2 separate regions of the Mus musculus genome follow, and region 2 is linked to region 1. The links are chromatin contacts, called in public HiChIP or PLAC-seq maps. All regions are on one chromosome and are shown on one strand. Each heading gives the region's core, a stretch centred on a gene start, on an enhancer-like site or on the middle of the called end of the contact. The rest is flanking DNA. Distances are from core to core; before and after follow the strand shown. Region 1 overlaps 2210408F21Rik (RIKEN cDNA 2210408F21 gene). Region 2 overlaps 2210408F21Rik (RIKEN cDNA 2210408F21 gene).

Region 1 (7,597 bases), core at 2,383-4,882:
CTAGCTCCAAGGGCTCCACCTCCCTCTTCTGGCCAACTCGGGCGACTGTATTAACCTGAACGGACGCATGCATATACTTGTAACTAAAATTAAAATTAAAAATATTTTTTAAAAATCAGAAAATAGGCTAAAGGGCTGGAGATACAGTTCAGAGATAAAATGCTTGCCTACCACACACAATGTCCTGAGTTTAATCCCAGCATCACAAGCAATCAAAAAAAATCAAATTAAATTGCTTGTTCAAGGTCACATAATAATCTAGTTATTCTAAATCTTACAAGATCAGTTTCAAGTTATAAACAAAGGCAACTGGCAATGTCTGCCACTGTCTAGAGTATCTAAGACTTAACCTTGAGCTAGGCAGTGTATCAAATCAACTGTATGGCTGATTTCTACCTAAGACTCCTCCACCCCTTGGAAGATGTACAAAATGTTGACATTGACTAGTGTGAAGATGGAGCCGGCTGAGGAGGAGACTCCCTCTGTAAACAGACCCCAGAATTAGGCATCACTGAGGAGGGAAGAAACAGCCGTTCCCTTTCTGCCTGGATGTTAATAAAATTAAAGGGAGCTCGTGTGGCTTAAGTCTGGGAATAGACAGACTTTTGATGACAACATTTTGATGACAAAGTAGAAGTCAACCAAAGAAAGTTGAATCTTGACATCTTTCCAGCAAGGGTCACTTGTTCCAACCCAGTGGGCTAAACATTTGGAATTAGAAACCTCAACTTTGGCAAATTATAGGTTTGAAATGCTGGAAGTTCTAATTAGACATACATCTAAATGCCAGGAGAGCCCGCTCTGTTCATTTACTCTTAGCTTTATGAAAAAGTATTTGTTTGGAATGTGTTCTCGTTAAAGCAATTTACCTTCAGGTTTAAAGAATGGAATATGCAAGAGAATAATTTTCCAAGTTTTACTGACTGAGTGATAAAATGGAAAAAAATATTTATAAAACCATGGATCCTTTGTAATTAAAAAAAAATCCTTTAAATGCTAAACGTTAAATCCAATGAGACATTTAAGTCCGCCCTCCCACACAGATCCCTGTTCTTGCTGCTAACGTTACACGGCATCCTAAGAAGATGTGCATCACATAGCTGAGCGCTGCTATAAGGTTACATGGGAGTTCTAACAGGAGGATTTCTGCAGACACAAACACAGGTTAAGCAACACCTCGAAAGCAGGCTCAAATGAAAGAAATAGGAGCAACGAAAATAAAGCATGAGGAAACTCTGCCACCACTAGCTGAACAAATGTTTCCAGGGACTGGAAGCCAAGAAGACAGATATCCACCGAAGGCTAAAAACCGTCTGAATCTACTAGGTCCCTACACACTGGACGACAGGAACCTAAGCACTGGAGGCAATCAGACCCCAAGCCCCTCCCACCTGGAAAGGAGGAGCTAAAACATTGGAGGCAATCAGACTCCAAGCCCCACCCCCACCCCCACCCCCGGGAGGGAAGACTACACTGACCTTTAGCAGCTCCACCGCAGACCGCAGAAATCCCAGCCTGCAGCCCATTTCGAAATTACCAAATCTCCAAAAATTACAGGAGATGGGTAGCTTACCAACACAATCGCTTTGATCACATAGGTCAAGCCTGCATCAGCATAAATGGTAATTATCGACGAAGGGGTCACCTACTTCAGTCATTTAATAACCCATTCTCAGTCAGATTTGCCACAGCTCCAGCCCAACTCAATTAGGAGGCACAGGCATATTGGGTGGAACTATTTTCCAGTGTAAGAAGGCTTGGAAAATTTAAGCAATTAGGTGTTCTATTCCTCCTCTGCTCATGTATGGGGTATTCAATGTAACTAGTTTTATTTGTAAAACTTTATATTTTATTCTCTTCTTCCTAGAAAAGAATTTAAATTGTATTTCAAAGGGCTTCAGGGGAAGGGTTGATGGCCAGTTGCTAGGAACTGCAAGTCATATCCCCTGCTACCTAGACTCCAGCTCCATGGATAAACTGTTTTTCACTGCTGTTAAAAGTCCCGCACCCCTAAAGCACAGAAAGTCTAAACCAGTGGTTCTCAACCTGGGTCTTGACCCCTCTGGGAAGTTGAATGACCCTTTCACAGGGGTAAAATATAAGATACCTTGTATATTACATATTTACATTATAATTCATAACAGTAGACAAATTACACTTACGTAGTAATAATGAAAATAATTACATGATTGGGGGGGTCATCACAACATGTGGAACCATATTAAAGGGTTGCAGAATGAGAAAGATTGAGAACCACAGGTCTAAACCATGTTGGTGACCATGTCAAAGCACATCATAGCTTTCACCATGAGGTTCCCCCAATCACCTGGGATACAAGATCTACATAACCACTTTTGTACCTATGTGACCATTTCTTCCCATATGGATGCAACATCTGCCAAGGAACAGGGTTATGTGAAAGAAAGCAACTTGGACTCAGAGTCCAGTTGTGTGGGCTCTAGCTCTTGGTGGTGGTGGTGGTGGTGGTGGTGGTGGTGGTGGTGGTGGTGGTGGGATGTGTTAGTGAAGATAACTCAGTGTAGCAAGAAGCACATCTGCTAATGTCCATCGCACAGACACGAACCCCAGTTTTCCACCTTGAAGCTATGTTACTCTAAGCAATTTATCTCAAGCTCGTGCCTCGGTCTTCTTCTTTGTTAAATGTCAATGCTGTCAAGAACACACAGGCACACCACCACTGCCTCTGCCACTACCCACAAAGCACCTGTTACAGTACCTTGAGGATCTACTTACCTGTCTGTCCATCTCTACATCACCCTCACCCCATACTAACAGCTTTCTCTCCAAACTACCTCTACATCCCCAACATAGTGGCTGCACCTAACCCAGAATAGATACTCAACAAGTACTTTCTTAAATGGTTATTGTCAAAATAATTGAGCAACAATTCGCCAGTCCTTTACTAGGGATCATTACGTTTGTCTCTTGCCACCAGAGAACCACCCAGAAAGAACGTGTTTTCCTTCCTGTAGAACCTACTACGATGCCATTTCAGATGCATCAAAGGCTTATGTGGTTTCTTTCTTCTTTTCAGATAAGAAAGAATTTATGGAGCACCTACCAAAGCCAAGGAATGTGTTCCTTCCTGCAGTTGTCTATTTGATGGCTAAGCGAATATAGTTTGTGATCAATCCCCAAGGTACTGAAATGCACTTGCTTACATCTAGTAACTGGCACTCCGTCAGACATTTAGATGACACAGAAGAAAATGACACAGAAGAAATTTAATCTTCTCTTAAAGTTCAGAATTTAGAAGACAACTATCTAAACTGCTTGTGACACACACACACACACACACACACACACACACACACTCATCACGGCCTTTGATCCTCTCTGTATCTGAATAATGGTGTTCACCAGAACCTTTACCATTCTGTTTTCTTCTTAGATAATCTCCTGTCTCTCAATATCTCTGTCTGAGCCCAGAATTCATAAAACAGAGCGAATGTGGTCTGCTCCCCAGTGAGCACTGGAGAGCCAGCTCCACTCTCCAATGTTCTATTGCTATTAATACAGGAGATTGATTTTTTTCGAAAGGGACATCATACGGTGTTGACTCACCACTCACAAGCCACAGGAGGCTCTAAATCTTCCTGACGTGTGTGTGTGCTTGCAAGTCATCTCGCGCCCACTCTGTACCTGTTTAATTGGATTCGGAGATCTTTGAGGACTTGATATTTGTACCCATTAACTTCATATTGTCAGGTGACTCACCACTGCATCCCATCAGCACTAGGGTAGAGGGGACTCTGACTGTATCCATTAAGTTACTAACCCTCTACTTGTGTGTCATCTGGAAATCTGCTTAGCATGCCATCAACGTTATCATCTTAGTCATCAATAAAAATGTCAAGGTGGGTGGGACAGGGACATGGGCCAGACCTGTATTGGAGCCCCAGAGACCCATGCACATTTCAGCACCTTAAAAACAGAACAAAAAAAAATCCCAAAGAACCTTTAATAACATCATTCAATCAACAAATTTTTGGGTGAGTGTCTTCCATATACTGTTTCAAGTACTGAGCCTGTAGCACTAAACCAAACAAGCTCTCTGCCCGCCCTGAAGTGTACATTCTAGAAGGCCAGCAGGGCAGTTAATCTTCAGTCATCTTGATTGGATTTAGAATCACCATGGAAACAGGCCTCTGGGCTGCATCTTATGACTGTGTTTCCAGAGAGGTTAACTGAACATGGAAGATGTATTTTGACTTCAGATGGGACCATTCCATGGAATGGGATCCTGAACCGAATAAAAAGGAGCTGTAGCTGCCCACTGGCCTTCATCACTCTCTCTCTGGTGACTGGGGACATAATGTGACCAGCTGCTTCACAGTCCGACTACTGATTTGCCTTCCCTGCCATGATGGCTTGTACCCTAACTTCCCTTCCTCGACTTTTCCTCAGGTATTTGGTCGCAGCAAGTACGGGGCTGGGGAAGCTTGGAATTGGGGATGTAGGAGGGGCTGTATGGGAACCAGATGTCTGGTGCACAGCTGTCTGTGACAACACTACTCCTGTCCCTAATTTTTGGCACACATTTGGCCCAAGAAGTGCCCCACCATGAGCAGCGAGTCTTTCTGATTCCTCAAAATTCTTTTTCTCTATGAGAAATCACATTTTTAAAGAAGTCAATATAGCGAAGATGAAGAATTTAATTTGTCTTGAAACAAAAAAAGGAAAATTGGCCTCCCAAGAAAGGCTCCTGCTTCCTGGCACTCGTAGACTACACAAACAGTGTAGGAACAAGTCAAGTCACCGGGAGGCCAGACACACCTGCTGGTGCGGTCACTTGAGAGAATTTTCAGAGTTTTGCTCAAGACATGCAGTGAATGGTTACAAACGAAATGATAGAGACAAGCTTTGAGGCAACAACTCACCTTATTCTGATCCCCCACGTTCTCAACACGGAGCCAGTCACGAGTTCAGTCACTTACAGAGAGTCAAGGGGTGGATATTAGGGTGAGCCCAGAAAATGGCTCAAAGTCTGGGCAATGAGCTTTGGAAAAGAAGACCACAGGGGACAACTTGGAAGTAACTTTTGATGTGAATGGGATTTCATATATTTTTGCGTTGTAAAATACTAATTGTATTCTTTTGATGAGAACTTTTGTTATATATTCTCACAATAATACCCCATGATATTTCTTTTTCCTCCTCCTCCTTCTCATTTTGTGTGTGTTTGTGTGTATGTGTGTGCATTTCTTTACATGTTCCTGCCTGTCTTTGTGGATATGTGGTAGGTGCACATGCACATGTGCATGGAGACCAGAGGTTGACATCAAGCTTCTTCCGTAATTGCTGTCATCATCATTATCATCTATGTCGTCGCGGCACCACCAAGCCCCAGGGATCCTCTTATCTCTGCCTCGACTGTGGTGGGATTACAGGAGCCCACTGCTGCCCTTAGCTTTCCATATGGGGATTGGGAATAAAAGTCCAGTTCTTATACTGGCAGAGCAAGCACTTTCCTAACTCAGCAATCTTCCCAGCCCACTTCTGCTATTTACAGCCATTCATTCATTCATTCATTCATTCATTCTTTCTTTCTTTCTTGACGAACTAGTTTTTACCAAATACTTTCTTTGCTACTAAGAATATAAAGGTAGATACACTAAATATAGTCCTTCAGGAAAGGGCAAGATAAAAGCAGTAAAGGCAGAGGTGATTGTCAGGACTTTATGAAGAGGAGTGGGCAGTTTGTGATGTGCAGGAGTCAGTCCTATCCATGGCGGTGGGAAGTATTTTTCAGGTAGGGAGCATGGAAGGTACACCCTGGGGAAGTCATGGTAATGGTTGCAGGCTGAGTGTCTGCATCTCGAAGTTCTTCCATGTAACCAAGACAGAGAACACCATCCAGATCAGTGAGAGGTGAGGCTGGCGGAGCAAAGAGGCCCAAATGAAACAGAAGCTTACACAGCATCTGCTAGGGGACACAGAATCTACTGAAAGTGTGGCCTTTCACCAAGGCTGATGCCAAGACTGGGGATTGATTTGGGATATATGCAGGGTGGATCAGATGTCATTCATTAACACAACAAAAAATATGAAGACGAGATGGAGAAGCTGCAGGGGAGGCAGAGACACATTTAAGCCTTGGCCACGTTCGAGCAGAGAGGTAGGCAGCTGGATCTAGAAGCAGGATGAAATCGCTTTAGAAATCATCAACACAACTTTGCTGGTTAATTTTTGTAACTTGACAAAACACTTAGTCGTACTGCATGCAGAAAAGGGAATCTTAACTGAAGAATGACTTCCGTCGAATTGGCCCTTGGGCACATCGTCAGGTCAGTTCCTTGATTGCTAATTGATGAAGCAGGGTCCAGTCCACAATGGGCAGTGCTTTCCTTAGGCAGATGGGCCTTTACTATATACAAGAGGCAGCTCAGTAAGCCAGAGGAAGCAACCCAGCAAGCAGAATTTCTCTGTGGTCTCTTCTTCAGATCTTGCCTCCCTGTTCCTTGGCTTCCTTTGATGATGGACTGTGATTTGTAAGAGGAAATAAACCCTTCCTCCCCAAGTTACTCTTGTCAGTGTGTTATCATAGTCACAGAGAAGCAAACTAACATAACACAGCAGAAATGGATTCAGAGTGGTGAATGAGAGTCTGGGAAGGTGTGTTAGGAAAAAGAAAAAGATTTGTTGAAAACCCTAGAGGAATATCAAAGCCTGGCCAGAGAAAGAATCTCCTAAAACAATATGAAGGCGCATCCATAGAGTCAGGGTGAGAGATGTCGAAGGTAACACACATTACAAGTAGGTTGGGGTCAATAAAGGCAAACACTGCTTACATATCAAAGATAAAAGACCAAGGAGTCCACAGCTGCACTAGGGATTCATGACCAGTTGGGCATCGGCTCCCTGTGAACTGAGATGTAAACAGAACCAATGTGCACAGCCAACCATTTTAAACAGTTTGCTCTGAAGGTGGAAGAAGACATAGCATGTCCTTAGACTTCCTTCCTATGAGTGTAGAAACTATACAGAAGATCTTAAAGGGGTCCCTACCTCCTTGACCACAGTGCAGCTGATTGACAACAAGGTTTGGGGGAAACATAGCTAGAAGATGGAAAAGTAGTTTACCAACTAGCGCTGGATTGGCTAAAGCTGAAACCGAACCTGCCTTGTATCTTCCCCTCCTGGGCTTCAAAGGTCCACACAGCCCTGCTAGACCAAGGCCCACTGTGATGGCTGAAGGCAAGTCTGAGTTACTGCACAGCCCATCACTGAAAAGATCTCAAGGGGAACAGACCCACTCCTTTTTTTTTTTTTTTTTTTTTTTGGTTTTTCGAGACCAGGTTTCTCTGTGTAGCCTTGGCTGTCCTGGAACTTGCTCTGTAGACCAGGCTGGCCTCGAACTCAGAAATCCGCCTGCCTCTGCCTCCGAAGTGCTGGGCTTAAAGCCGTGCACCACCACTGCCTGTCCAGACCCACTTCCTACCCTCACTTTCTCTCCCTTATCTTCATTGCTAATGTCATGGGGGCAGTCAGAGGAGGAGGAGAGCTTTGGTCACCTTGGAATCTGGAACAGGCAGCTGGCCCCACAGCTGGCCAGGCAGCTATGCAAGTGGGGAGC
Region 2 (7,597 bases), core at 3,749-6,248, 81 kb before region 1:
TTTTTTTTTTAAGCATGAGTCATTCAATTTATAGAAGAGTTTACTTGGGCTTCTGGTTGTTGAGGTATAAGAGTCCATCCCACCAGGGAATCTTGGCAGCAGCTGTCAGATATGGCGGCAGGAACATCTGAAGACTCACATCTCGAGCAGCAAGCTGTAAGCAGAGAGAACGGCTTGGAAGTGACATGAGTAAATTATACTCTCAAAGCCTACTCTAGGACATACAAAACCACATCTCCTGAACCTCCCAGACAGCACCAGGCTGGAGATCACGTGCTCAGACATCTGAGCCTATGGGGGGACATTCCCATTCTGTCCCATTCTGCCCCCAACCACCACACTGAGCTAGGGAACCTCTCATGAAGACTCCCTTCCAGATGTAGTACATTGTGTTCTCCAAAGTAACCACCATACCACCCTTTTGTACAACTTCTGGCACATTTTGGGAGACTATGCTCTCAGCTCTACAATGTCTAGGGTTTGTTTGTTTGTTTGTTAATTGTCTCTCCCACATTCTCCTACTTACCTTTCTCTTGTGGACGGCAAGGCTCAATGCCCACCACAGTTACTAAGATTCCAGCTGCACAAAACAAAGAATGGGTGAAGCCTCTGGAATAGAAATGTGACCCACTCTGATGGTGAACAGGTCCTGCCTCAGGGTCTTCTTTGGCTCAGGACCCAGCCTAGTCCAGTTATAACTTAGTCACATGCCAAGGTATTGCAACCCGGGCTGCTGGCCATTGTGTTTGGGGATACTTCTGTATATGGGTCACTGTCTCTGCTCATCTCTGCCTACTCTTGGTTGCCTCCTTTTTTGTAAGCCACCAGGGAGGTCTATACCAACTCAGCCCTGGCTGAGCCCATGTGGCTATGCCAGCAGTTGGAGAGCCATTCCTAAGAGCTGAGATACGGAAGTAGACTTTCCCCTGCGGTCCTGGAAGATTCCTTTCTTGCTGGTGGTACAATTTCACCCAGGCAACGCTTTCCTAGGGGAATCCAGGATTTGAATCAGTCAGAGGAGAAAGCAGCCAGCTGTGTCAGGGATGGATAAGACATGTCGAATGTCTCCAGGAGACAGGATTGTTCTGTCTTATTTTGTCAGGGGCTTGGGGTTAGTGGTAGTGATAAATAACATATGTTCAGATATCAATCAAAGGGAGTGGGTGAATGAATGCGGACCCTTGTCCCACAGAATATGATAGTTGATCTAGGAGAGAAGCCAGAAGTTGAGAGAGGCCTTTCACTAGAGGCAGGAGCCCACCCACATGGGCACAGGGTGTGGCGTGAGGCAGCGCATAGCCTTGGGCCCCCATCTACTCACTTTTTCCTGAGTCATCACATCTTTCATCTTCTAGAAATGAGAAACCAACGTTTGGCCGTAGACGAGGATGAGCTGCAGAAAGAATGGATTTTTGTTTCAGTGCGTGCTGAAGGCTGGCTCAGACAGGGAGGAGGGGAACAACCAAAGGCCCAGCTCCACTTTCCCCACTGTAGTCAGTAAGCATGGAGCCATTAAATGAGAAAATGTATGTGAAGGCACTTAGCACAGTGCTTGGCAAAGGCCTGAGATTCGATAATATTGACTTGTTCGTTTTATGTCCGCTCAATGGCAGGACCTAGAAGGCAGATTTGTGTGCAAAAAAGGATAACGGGGTACCAGGAAGGGTGGGGTGCATCTCTACCTGAGTAATTGATCAATTTTGCCATTAGATGTTTCTTACTTTGATTCTATCAACCCCCCCAACCCCATCAGAGGCAAAAACAAACAAACAAACAAACAAACAAACAAGCTTTAGATATTTTCATTTTACTATTAAAGTTTACTATATTCCCTACCCCCACCCCCAGCAGTAGTGGAGATGACAGAAATGCGTTAAACATCATAGATGGGGGAGTGGTACAAAATATTTGGTGAAGTTGAATCAAAGACTTGTCAGTCTGAATGATAACACAACTACTCTTAGAGATCGTACCATAAGACAGAGCCAGGCCTGATGACAAGTCTGGAATCCCAGCTACTTGGAAGGCTGAGGCAGGATGGTGGCTAGTTCAAAGTCAGCCTCTGCTAGAGAGAGACTTGAAAGCTATCTTTAGCAACTTAGTGATATTGTTTCAAAATAAAGAGTAAATGGTTGAGGAGATGGACCCATAGGTAGTGTTTACCTTTTAACACCAGAGTCTGAGTTTGGGTCCCTAGGACACACATAAAAGTCTAGGTTCAGTGATGTGTGCCTACGATCAAAACAGCGAGAGTGCTGAGACAGGAGGACCCCTGGATTTTGCTGGTCAGCCGGTCTAGCCAAATTGGGCGAGTCCCAGATTCAGTGAGAAAAGTAGGTGGGGAGTGATAGAGGAAGGCCTCCCATAGGCCTCTGCCCTTCTCATGTGCATACACCCATATCTATGCATACACGTGCACATGTACATATCCAGGGGGGAAAAAACCAAAAAGTGGGTCCGTGTGAGCAGAGATGAGAGCCAATGAGGAGGAGCAGGAGCTGCCCCGTCATCTTGCCTTAGTGCTATGGGGTTTTACATTTAGCTGCTTAGGAGTTGGGGAGTGGGAGAAGATCACATCCACTGGCAGGCTTAGTGAGGGGTGGAGGAGGAGGCCAAAGGCTGGCACAAATCATAGGCTCCTCTAACAGAGGAAGCTCTTAATAGGCAGCCTCCAACAGTACCCTGTGATTCTCAGAACCATCAGAACCAAGGACACGACAGAGAGTCCCTGCAAGTGCCAAATCAATGTAATAAATGTGTGTTTGCTTATATTCCAGAAGCAAACTAAGTGCATTTGTCAAAAGCTGTCACCTGTGCCTTGCATGAGGCTCGGTAAAGCTACTAGATTACTATAGGCTCTGGGAGCAAACTTAGCAGGGCCTGTGTTGGCCCACAGGTACTTCCTCTTCGTGCCTAACAGTCCCCAAGATGTGCAGTCATCTTCAATATTTCTATTCACAGAGATGGACTGTACTGCAACAGGGCTTGCTCAGATTAGCAACAAAGAGAAAGCGTTTTAAAGACAGGAGCTCGCCCTGTAGTCCAGGCAAGCCTAGAATTCACTGGATAGCCATGGGTAGCCTCAGGTGACACATCACTCTCTTGACTCAGCTTCCTGAGCACAGCAGCTATGTGTGTGTGTGTGTGTGTGTGTGTGTGTGTGTGTGTGTCACCATGCTTGAATAAATCAACCTGAAAGTTAATGTCTGCCTACAAGCTAAGTTTCTAAACTCTGAGATTAATAAAGTAAAAAAATATATATATAGGGGCGGAATTTTTCTCCTGATTATTGTAACAAAGGGCTATCTTAAGTTAATAATTAAATATGTTAATAATTAAAAGGCAAAAAAATCCAGTAGAAAGAATAAGCAAAAGATTGACTTTCCAAATAATAAGCAAAGAACTCCCTGTAACAATCAAAGAAATGGTTTATTGTTGTTCAAGTTCTGCCTACGTATGTGTTCTAAGCTTCCGGGTAACGTGAGCTAAATGAGACCTCACAGTCAAGGCTGAAAATCTATGGAACCATTTTTTTTCCTGCACTAATCCCAAACCTAAATCTCTCAATGTTAACACCCCCGACTGAGAGTGGAGACAGAAAAGAGCTGGCAGCCTCAGAAGGAACAGTCCAGCATTGTCTGGGCCTGGTAGACAAATGTCGTCATCTGAGGAGGAGGAGGAATGTGGAGGGCAGTGTCCCTAACCTGCAGGTTGTTTCTCAAGGAACGAGCAAGCTTTGCTCTGCTTTCTGCAGAGCCGCTGGAGTCTTGGTATATTCCATGTGTGGCCCCTGGGGTAGCGGGACCTCCAGGGAACTTACAGATGAGCATTAGACTGCCTTCCATCTGGCCTCTTGAACTGGAGCCGGCATCTCAGCTAGCTCCCCGGGTGACTGCATGCACAGATCTTACAGTGATTGCACGCACAGGCTTTACAGTGCAGTCCTAGGGCAGCCTCTGCCAGGCTCACTCTACACAGGTGCTCTGCCATTGCCGCCGGGATGGAATGCGCAGGTGGTCTCCAAGGAGCCCTTCGAAACTAAATTGCTGGATTTAATGAAAAGTGTCACACTCAGCCAAGTCGAATGTTCTCCACTTTACAAAGGGCTTTAAGATTAATGAATTAATAAAGGTGCCATGGTGCCGCTGCTCCAACAAGTGAATTTAGAGTTCTTATTAGCATCCTTTCACTGGGCATCTGGATAGACCCAGGAGGCCTCAACTAGGATGACCCCCCATCTCTCACACATCCTTTCCCATCCACCTCTTCAGGAGGGGAAGCGTCGTGGGATGTAACATCAAGAGAACTGTGACGGAAAGATACGCCTGCAGGAACTGGAGAAAAAACAACATGTGGTCTAAGAATACTTACTGCTCTTTGCCTGTCTATCACTAGTACAGTCCATAAGCTTTCTCCTGGTATCATCCAAAGGTGTGTGTGTGAGAGAGGGGTGAGGGTTGGGAGGAGAGGACAAAAAGACAAGAAAGAGAAGGAAAAGGGTAGCTGGGTGTGGTTTGCTCTCCCTTCAAACCAGTACTTGGGAGACAGAGGCAGGCAAATCTTTGTGAGTTTGAGGCCAGCCTGATCTACACAGCAAGTCCTGGACAAGCCAGGGCTGCATAATGAGAGTCTGTTTAAAAAAGAAAGAAGTGGGGAGCAGGGGTGGGGGACACCAAGATCTAGTAATCTTGTGCCGTCCTATGAATGGACAGAGGCATGGATTCTGGGCACTGAAGTTGCCTCCACCCCCACCCCGAGGCCACAGTGTACACACCAGCACCTCCATCTTAATTCAACTTGCCCTCTCCCAGCCTCTCCACTGAGCAGACCATCTTGGTAGCAAGCCACCCTCCAGCTTCAAGGTTGTTTCTGGATTTGGGGGCTGCCAGAAAACCAGTTAGATGCAAGGAAACAAAAGAGATTCAGGGGCTAGAGAGGCATTCGTTCGGCTAATGAGTGAGATGACTCACGGGCTGACTCAGAGGAACAGGGCGAACAAGGCTCGACTGGGAGAGAGAAGCAGTGGGGAGTAGACCTCAAAGGAGCCCTGCAAGCCAGATCTAGGAGGCCAGGGACATACATGATGGTTTGGGTTTGGAGGGGTAGCAGAGCCTCAAACAGAGGGAGATAGGGCTGCTTCTTCTTCTTCTTCTTCTTCTTCTTCTTCTTCTTCTTCTTCTTCTTCTTCTTCTTCTTCTTCTTCTTCTTCTCCTTCTCCTCCTCCTCCTCCTCCTCCTCCTCCTCCTCCTCCTTCTCCTCCTCTTCCTTCTCCCTCTCTTCCTCTTCCCCCTTCTCCCCTCCTTCTTTTCCTCCCCATCCTTCTCCTTTTCATCATCTTCCTCCTCCTCCTCCTCCCCCTTGTCCTCCTCCTTTCCCATCTTCCTCCTCTTCCTTCTTCTTCTCCTTCTCCATCTTCTTCTTACCCCCAGAAGTTGGGTTGTGAATCTATAGCCTTCTGTGCTCTGAGAGCCGTGTAGTATCCTCCAGGAACAGTGAACTGCTTGCAGGCAAATCTCAGGGCACAAACTCAGCAGGGATTGTCATCAGGTCCCAGGCAGTGAGCAGAACCAGGACCCACCCTCTAGGTTTCTAGTACATTATGGGGCGGGGCGGGGCAGGGGGGGGGGAAGCTCTTTTGATTTTTTTTTTTAAAGAAGTGTTTTACATTTGAGAACACTGTGATCCAACCTGTGCTTATAAATATATTGAAAATGGTTCTAAACATATGACTAAGGCATCTTCTCCTTTGTGAATGGCTAATTGAGGTTTTGAGATGGAAGATTCCAAGGCTGATTATTGTTTTGAAGGTTAGTACTTACATTGCCATATGAGGTTGTACCTGAAATGATATGACTGTCCACCTACACAGTAGAACCAGGTCTCTGGAAGATCACAGCTTTGTGACCTGGTCGAGTGTAGGGACAGACTACTAGGTGATGAATTTTCTTCATGTGTCAAATAAGTGGCAAAGGATCAAACCGGCAGCCTCAGCCCATTCCGTCAACGTAAACCCACTGAGCTAGCTATAAATAACTTTAGTTGATTACATATTTATATGTAATTTGATGGTTGATGTCGCAAATGTACTTCAGCAGAGCAGTATGAGCAGAGGCAGGAGTTCTTGGCAGCTTGGCAACCTGTCACCTTTCAAAAAAAGAAAAAAAAAAAAGCCATAGAATTTCAGCATCCCTGGCCCCAACAGACAGCAACAGTGTTGGTTGGCTGTTGTTAATTTCAGCCTTGGCTAACTACTTTTCTGTCACCATCATGTTGCCTGTATTTAATGCTGGCTGTTTTATAACATTATAACCCCATCTGTCTGATAATTATGGAAGTGCTGGAGAGTGTTGAGTGTGCTGATCATAGCAGGCTTATTCTGATGAAAATAAAGAGAAAAGTCGTCAGAGCTGCACGTGGGTAAGAAGAAATGGTTCATTCGTCTACACTGGAGATCAAACCCAAGGCCTCTGCCATGCTAGGCTCTACCAGGGAGTATTGGGCTCATCCTGAAAGACAGAGAGACTGAAGACATTTTGGATATGCTGGTGGGCCTGTGCAGTAAACAGTCATCTGGGAAAAAAAAGAGAAAAAAAAATCTTAAAAAGGGAAACTCATTTGAATGCCTCCTTAGGAGATGAGTGACAACACGGAATACATAGACTCCAAATGCAAATTCAGGTAAGGGCTGAATTCCATACAAGCATTTAGAAGCCAGGCGTGTTCGAAGACACTTGAAACCTTTGCTGAATGGGATGGTTCTGTAGAGTCAAGGCCACTTAGATGCAAACAGCCTTCCAGGTCTCCTGTGAACCGCTAAAGCGGAAGGCATTTGGCAAAGCTCACCAACGGCTGCCTTCTCCAATTTTCAGTCCGTATTAACTGGTCTCCTTTGAACGAAGTGACCCAGTTGAATAGATTGGCAAGACAGGGAACAGCTTAGGCTTAAAGCTTTGAAGGAACCAACTTAGCTTCCCAAACTTAAATCACTTTTGGCAGCTCTGCTTATTAACAGTCTTTCAGAGTTCACTGGTTTTAAAGCACATACACACATTTCTGCATATTTTACTAGCTTATGCTTTTTTTCTTCTTTGCATAGTTCCTGAACATAATTTTGTGTTTATGTGTAGGTGTGTGCATGTGTACATGCGTCTGTATTTGTACATGTGTGTCCTTGTGGAAGCCAGAGGACAGTCTCAGGTGCTATTCTTCAGTTGTTCTACCTTGAGTTTTGAGACAGGGTCTCTCACTGTGTTCTGGGACTTGACAGTTAGGCCAGCAAGGCCCAGATGTCTCAAGTCTCTGCTTCTCTGTCACTAGGTTTACAAGTACACACCTTCGTACCTGGATTTTCCACATGGGAGTTAAACTATAAATAAGCATCAAGTTTAGACAGGACCTCCTTTACAGACTAAGCTTTCTCTCCCCCCAGCTCTTAAAAAAAAATCAGTAGTTTGGCATCCCATTTTCTTACTGTGTCATCTGACCCATCTTTTTCTGGACTGAGAAGAATACTTATATTAGAGGCAGGCGGATTTCTGAGTTTGAGGCCAGCCTGGTCAACAAAGTGAGTTCCAGGACAGCCAAGGCAACATAAAGA

What was found. HiChIP or PLAC-seq counts read pairs in DNA pulled down with a chosen protein or histone mark.
Region 2: an HNF4G HiChIP or PLAC-seq map of pancreatic cancer cells shows a contact between it and region 1. The contact joins two enhancer-like sites. A contact is called at or near these places in 1 of 15 datasets of contacts at CTCF or cohesin (CD8 T cells), 5 of 484 Hi-C or Micro-C datasets (adipose-derived mesenchymal stem cells, cortical neurons, liver and 1 more) and 2 of 115 datasets of contacts at active chromatin or transcription factors (embryonic stem cells and pancreatic cancer cells).

The regions. Positions count from the first base shown.
Region 1 is chr6:31,247,241-31,254,837 of GRCm38.p6, reverse strand. All of the region lies in intron 1 of 2210408F21Rik (RIKEN cDNA 2210408F21 gene), which reads right to left. Among named protein-coding and RNA genes, the nearest start is that of Gm38782, 7.6 kb to the right of the region's middle. Within about 2 kb of position 3,632, at least 6 of the 459 cell types and tissues checked have an H3K27ac peak or open chromatin away from gene starts, as enhancers often do. A contact at or near this core is called in pancreatic cancer cells, where this site is marked.
Region 2 is chr6:31,329,787-31,337,383 of GRCm38.p6, reverse strand. It overlaps 2210408F21Rik (RIKEN cDNA 2210408F21 gene), which reads right to left. Exons shown (of 6, transcript NR_040262.1): 4 at 1,322-1,393; 5 at 527-580; 6 at 1-154. Among named protein-coding and RNA genes, the nearest start is that of Mkln1os, 65 kb to the left of the region's middle. Within about 2 kb of position 4,998, at least 84 of the 459 cell types and tissues checked have an H3K27ac peak or open chromatin away from gene starts, as enhancers often do. A contact at or near this core is called in pancreatic cancer cells, where this site is marked.